Regions from separate parts of the Mus musculus genome. Here region 2 is linked to region 1. A link is a contact called in public promoter capture Hi-C data. All regions are on one chromosome and are shown on one strand. Each heading gives the region's core, a stretch centred on a gene start, on an enhancer-like site or on the middle of the called end of the contact. The rest is flanking DNA. Distances are from core to core; before and after follow the strand shown. Region 1 holds the start of Supt5 (suppressor of Ty 5, DSIF elongation factor subunit). Region 2 holds the start of Clip3 (CAP-GLY domain containing linker protein 3).

Evidence for each region. Promoter capture Hi-C pulls out the DNA fragments that hold promoters and counts their contacts.
Region 2: a contact with region 1 is called in a promoter capture Hi-C map of hippocampal neurons, with 4 times the contacts expected there. The contact joins the promoter of Clip3 here to the promoter of Supt5 in region 1. A contact is called at or near these places in 2 of 39 promoter capture datasets (cranial neural crest and hippocampal neurons).

The regions. Positions count from the first base shown.
Region 1 is chr7:28,337,430-28,340,816 of GRCm38.p6, forward strand. It overlaps Supt5 (suppressor of Ty 5, DSIF elongation factor subunit), which reads right to left and starts at 1,290. Exons shown (of 30, transcript NM_013676.1): 1 at 1,266-1,290; 2 at 923-1,006. The coding sequence starts at 997.
Region 2 is chr7:30,290,303-30,293,483 of GRCm38.p6, forward strand. It overlaps Clip3 (CAP-GLY domain containing linker protein 3), which reads left to right and starts at 1,393. Exons shown (of 14, transcript NM_001360763.1): 1 at 1,393-1,540; 2 at 1,853-2,064. The coding sequence starts at 1,899.

The DNA.
Region 1 (3,387 bases), core at 40-2,539:
GGAAAAACAAAGGCAGCTCTCAGGAGGCAGAGGCAAGCAGATCTGAGTTCAAGGCCAGCCTGATCTACAGAGTGAGTTCCAGGACAGCCAGGGCTACACAGAGAAACCCTGTCTCGAAAAACCAAAAAAGAAAAAAAGAAAAGAAAACAAAACAAAACAAATAAAATCCAAAGTATACATATTTCAGATCTTGGAGGATTTTTGGATTATTTGCACATACACAATAAGGTACCTTGGAACGGGACAATACATGAAATTCATATATCTTTCATATATACTGTGCACAGTCATTTAACACAGTATTTTTAGTGCACTAGTGTTGACTTTGACCTGTCATATGTGGAATTTTCCATTCGTAGCATCGACAGAAGACTAGAAAAGTTACAAAATCATCTGGATTTTCACACTAGGATGCTGAACCTGGGAGTCTCTCATATTTACTGGCTATATTTATTCACAGTAGCAAATTCACATTCACCCATCAGTTGTCGATTTACATTTTAAAATCTGTTAGCAGGAGCCCAAGGACAAAGACTTGTACAGGCTGGCACACAGTAGGCAATACATACACACTTCTGGAACAACTGGGGATACCTAAAAACACAAACACGAAAGAATCCTAAGAGCTGGGGCTGTCCACCTAGCAGGGCCCTGAACTCAATCCTAGCATCGCAAGTGATAAAAAGTAAACCGAAAGAAACAAATCAGATGAAAGCCAACCGTGGACCTGGCGCACCCCCACCTTCTGGACGCTGCCCCTGCGCTCCACGCTGACTTGCACACTCGTCCATCTCTCCCGACAATCTGGAACCACCCTCCCCCCCAGCCGTTCCGAGTCCCCGGCTCCCCCAGGGCCCTCTCTGCCCTGCCCCTGTCCCTGTCCCCAGGCGCAACGTCTCCCCTAAGAATCCCAGGCACCGACCTCGGCCTCCTCCGCCTCGCTGCTGCGCTCGCTGTCCTCCTCCTCGGAGAAGTTGCTGTCTTCGCTGTCCGACATCTTCCGCAGCTGCAGAGGAAGACCGCGGCCTCAGGGCGTCGCGGAACCAAAAGCGCCACCCCCAAGCCTCAGTTTCCCCGCAAGGTAAACCGGGGGAGAAAATCCCCAGGCGCACTTCCGGCAGCCTGGTTCAGGCGGTCGCGAACCCGCGTTGTTCGGGCTATGGCAGCTAGCACACCCGGCCCTGGCTGCGGCCGGCACACGTCCTGAACCTCCGCCAGCCCCGACCCCCGCTCCGGCCCCTGCCTGCCGTCCCACGCCCGCTCACCGATCGCTTGCCACCTGAAGCTTCCGCGCCAGCTGCGGATCACACAACGCCTAGCTGGCCTGAGCGCTCTCTCGCGAGAACTGGCGCGTCAGTCTCACCTAACGCGAGACTTTAGGGGCCTGCTCTGAGGGCGGCCTCTTGGAGCCGCCATCTCCGGAGTGGCCAAAGTGGTTTACGCGGACTGTACGGCCGCCATCTTGAGAAGGTCGAAAAGTAATCGGCTTCTCCTAACCCAGAGCTGAATCGGGTGAACTGTTGGCTCGTCCGTCCTCTAAACTTCCCTCGGAGGTGTCAGAGGTGACGGGACAGAGATTCGGCTTCACACCGCCACCCTCGGCATTCTGAGGAGTTCCCCTAGATTTTTAGGGACCTAGACTCAGGTTAAATCCGAATTCCTGGCGATGCTCAAAACAATCTCAAAACTTGTTAGTTTAGCGCGGCACAGTATTGTGTTATTAATGATCTGGTTTGTTTGTTTGTTTGTTTGTGTGATAAGGCCTTACTTTGTAGCCTGGCTAAATCTCAGACTCACAAAGATAAGCCCATGTCTGCCTCTGCCTCCCTGGTACTGAAATTAAAGGCGTGTGCCACCATGCTTACAATGAAAGACACTTTAATACGGATTTAAGACTGAAGGCGGGAGCTGGTGAGATGGCTCAGTGGTTAAAAGCGCCTACTGCTCTTCCGAAGGTCCTGAGTTCAAATCCCAGCATCCACATGGTGACTCACAACCATCCATGACGAAATCTGATGCCCTCTTCTGGAGTATCTGAGGACAGCTACTGTGTACTTACATATAATAAATAAATAAATAAATCTTAAAAAAAAAAAGAAGAAGAGGAAGAAGAAGAAGAAGAACTGAAGGTGGACAGGCGAGCCAGGAGTTATGCACAAAACCATCACATTTATTTAATTCCGGACAGCCAAGGTTACACAGTGAAACACTGTAACCAAAACAAAACAATAAAACCTAAACTGGAGAGTTGGCTCAACCGCCAAAGAACGCTGGCTGCTGTGGAGCTGTGGTCAATTTCCAGCAGCTCACAACCCGCTTTCACTCCAGTCTCAGGGGAGCTAATGCTCGCCCTCTTCAGGCCTCGGCTGACATTGAATATCCACAGACATAAAAATTCAAGACAAGCCGGGCGGTGGTGGCGCACGCCTTTAATCCCAGCACTGGGAAGGCAGAGGCAGGCGGATTTCTGAGTTCGAGGCCAGCCTGGTCTACAGAGTGAGTTCCAGGACAGCCAGAACTGCACAGAGAAACCCTGTCTCGAACCCCCCACACACAAAAAAAAATTCAAGACAGAAAGTTAATAAAAGCAGCATGCTTGAGCAATCTAGATGGCTCATCAGATAAAGTATCTTGCTGAGAAACCTGACGATCTGAGTTCTATCCCTGGAACCTATATGATAGAAGGAAGATAGCCAAAAAGTTTTCTTCTGACCTCTGCATCCATGCTATAGTTGGAATACATGCACCCACTCATGTATGTGTGTATACATGTGTGTATATGGGTATATATACAATACATACACACATATATAACATTACATATGCATATAATATATATACAATAAGTTTAAATTTTTTAAGTCACGTGCTTCAGCTAGATATGGTGGTACCTACCTTGTAATACTGGCACTTGGCAGACTGAGGTAGGAGAATCTGAAGTCCCAATGGATCTAGACTACAAAACAGGACCCTTTCTCAAAACAACCAAATGGGAGAGGAGGAAGAAACAGTAAATTCCACCAAACTACTGAAAAGCACAAATTAACTTCAAAAACCATGTATGCACAGTGAAAGCAAAAGACGGTGGGATCTGGCAGAGGGTGTGATCCCATCCATACAGAACTCCAGAGCAAGCAAAGCCTAGCTATTCATAGGGAAAGCAGAGGAGTGGGTGTCTGAGCGCATGAGATGAAATGGAAGTCTGTCAGTGTCTGCCCGGGTGGGAGCGTTCACTGTACCTGGAGCCTTTTACTGCGTAAATCAGTGTCTGCCCGGAGGTGACCCGTTCAGGGTCGGTCTGAACTGCGCCCATGGAGTGAGATTATACAAAATGTTTAACGGATGGGAGCAGAAAGCAAGGGGGAGCAGGGTGGGCTGTTGCATTGA
Region 2 (3,181 bases), core at 143-2,642, 2.0 Mb after region 1:
ACTCCGAGCCAATCAAGACTGAAGGAGAGGGGCTGACAGCAGTGTGTCTGTGACACGTGGGTGGAGAGGGAGCCTGTCTGGAGGGCACTTGGGCCAGGGTAAGAGCAACTCTGCAGAGCCCCTACCATCTGGGCCATCACAGTGAGGACGGCTGGATTGCCCTAGAGAACACCTAAGGGGGTGGGTACAATTTTTATAAAGAGCAAAGATGTCACTGAAAAGGTACTTATGGGTAAAATACTAAGAGGGAAGGGAGGGAACCATCCAGGTGTCTGTGGGAAGAGTTCCTAGGCAGAAGAGACTGTGAGGATGTGGTACAGATGTAGTGAAGTGAACTAAGTGGATCCTAAGGGAAGGTGAAGATGGAGAGGTGACAGGCAAGGTCATGTAGGGACATGGTGGGCTATGGTGGACCACACTGGAGAGTGTGTGTGTGAGGAGGAAGAGGAGGAAGAGGAAGAGAAAGAAGAGGAAGAGGAGGTGGAGGAGGAAGCGATTGTAATTGGTTCTTGCTATGTTGCCCAGGTTGGCTCTGGATCCAAGGCCTCCGTCTTCAGCCTCCTAAGTGCCAGGGTTGTAGGCCTGTACCATACCTACTAACACTGGCTATTGCTGGGGTTGGTGTCAGGCAAGCAAATGTGTCTGAGTCCAGCAAGGTCCAGAGGCAGAGCTTGTTATTACGGCACCAGTTCAGCCAGGCTGAGGACAGAGAGAATAGAGGAGGCTGAGGCTGGTCCAGGCAGGGAGAGGCAGGATAAAATTCTGGAACTATCTCGAAGAGGAAATTCCCAGTCTGCCCATTAGAAGGAAGAGGTGGAAGGCCGAAGCCACGGTGATTTGTGGTGTAATAGATAAGGCCAGGCAGGTGTGAGGCTGAGGTGGCCCTGAGCTAGAAGTGATACATATTTTTAGAGATGGCACCCAGAGACCGTTGGTCACCTCTCTACACTACCGCAACCACAAAGCTTGGTTCAAGTACCACCATCCTTGAGCAGGTGGCTAACCTTTCTGTCCTGGGTGATGAGGGTAAGAGTGAAGAGAAAAATGTGGCCCTCCCTTTACGTGGGACGTGGGATGAGCATAGAAGGAGTAGGACTGAAGTTTACAAAGGGCTGACACAGTACCAGACTCACCACTGCTAAACACGACCTGGTTTGCTAAGTGGAGGAAAACACCCGTTCCCACCCATGTCTTTTTAGTCCTTCTGTCTACCTCATCCTGTTCCAACTCTATGTTTGTCACATCCTTCCAGGGGACTATCTCCCATTCCTCTGGAGATCCCGAGTGTCTAGCCCCTTCCCGTGGCCTCCAGCGTCTGCCTCAGCGCTCTGTCTCCCAGCTTCTCCTCCCCCGCGTCTTGTCACTGCGCATGCTCCGCCAGCGCCCCTCCTTCTCCATCCCCATCCCCCGCCAGCGTCTGGGCCTCGTCCCCTTCTCTCTGTCTCCCTCTCGTCCCCCATCTCGTCCCCCGACACTGACACCCCGATACTCCTGAACTCTCTTCAGTCCCAGCCTTGCTCTCCAATCGGCGCCATCTGAGGTAAGATGGGAGGCTGGGGAGAAGGGGAGGGGCGAAGCATCCTGCATCCCTAGATAAACAAACCCCGGGAGGGGGCGGCCGAGACCCAGGGGCCTGGCACCCGAAGAGAAGAATGGGAGGCTGGGCCTGAGAGAAGTGGCAGGCATTGGGGCCCATATCCCTGGGCCTTCTAACGAGTAACGGGGATCCCTTTGGTTGCCCAAATCCAGAGCTGGGGACTAGGGGGCCGCCCGTGGCTCTTGAAGGGGCTTGGACCCCCGCGCTGTGGGGAGCCCTCTCATGCTGACCTATATCTTAAGGGTTTGCCTCCAGGCCACCCCCCCAACTTTGCACAGGCCCCCAAGGGCTACAGAGGACCATGACTAAGACGGATCCTGCCCCAATGGCCCCTCCGCCCCGAGGGGAGGAGGAAGAGGAGGAGGAAGAAGACGAACCAGTTCCAGAAGCCCCCAGCCCCACCCAGGAGCGCCGGCAGAAGCCAGTTGTGCACCCCTCAGCACCTGCTCCGCTCCCCAAAGACTACGGTAACCACTGTCCCCACCCTAGAATCTAGTCTGGAGCTTTAGGTGATGGTGGGTGGCTTGGCTGAGCTGTGTTGATGGTGATGATGGGGGCATGCTGAAGGTGGTCCACTGGAGTCTTAGTTGATGAGCCCTTTAGACTGCTCTCCTTCGTTAATTACACTATCATCTGTTAGAGAATGGGGGTTGGAAAAATTCTAGTCCTCCATTCATGACATATCAATTCAGTCGTTTAGTCATTCAACAAACACTGTCTGGAAGCTACTGCGAGCCTAACTTTATGCTAGGAACTGGAGCTACAGCACAGAGCAAGATTTTCCTAAGACTTTGCCAAGAGAACTCCCCAATCGCAGTCCCACAAATGAGGCTAAATATGAGATTACAGGAGACAATGAGATTGATTTTATCAAGCACAGAATGCTGCAAGAGCTTTTAAAGACAGGGTTCCCCTTAAGAGGTAGCATGTGGGGAAAACCCAGGTCGGAGCAGGGAGGAGGAGGCTGCAGGAGAATTAAACACAGGAGTCAAGGGTCTGGGGTGGAGGGGTGTGAGGGAGGAGCTGAGAGGAACTGGGGAAACGAAGTGTCTTCATTCGTGGAGGACGGAGGATTCAGGCATCAGCCTTGCTCTCAGAGAGACCCAACAAGTGAAGGGACATACTACCTTCACTGTGCACAGTGGAGTGTGTGCTGTCAAAGTATCAAAAGGCGAGACATCCAGCAGAAGACGCGGGTAGTTGCTGGCTCTTTCTGATTAGGTGCATTGCAGACTGAGGCCAGAAGCACCAGGAGGAAGCAGCTGTAAGCAGCTTGGACCAATAGCTCCAGTTGGAGAAGAGTGTGTGCAAAGGCCCGGGGGCAGGAATGCAGAAGAGTGTGTGCAAAGGCCTGGGGCAGGAATGCAGAAGAGTGTGTGCAAAGGCTGGGGCAGAAATGCAGAAGAGTGTGTGCAAAGGCCCGGGGGCAGGAATGCAGAAGAGTGTGTGCAAAGGCCTGGGGCAGGAATGCAGAAGAGTGTGTGCAAAGGCTGGGGCAGAAATGCAGAAGAGTGTGTGCAAAGGCCCGGGGGCAGGAATGCAGAAGAGTGTGTGCAAAGGCCCGGGGGCAGAAATGTAGAAGAG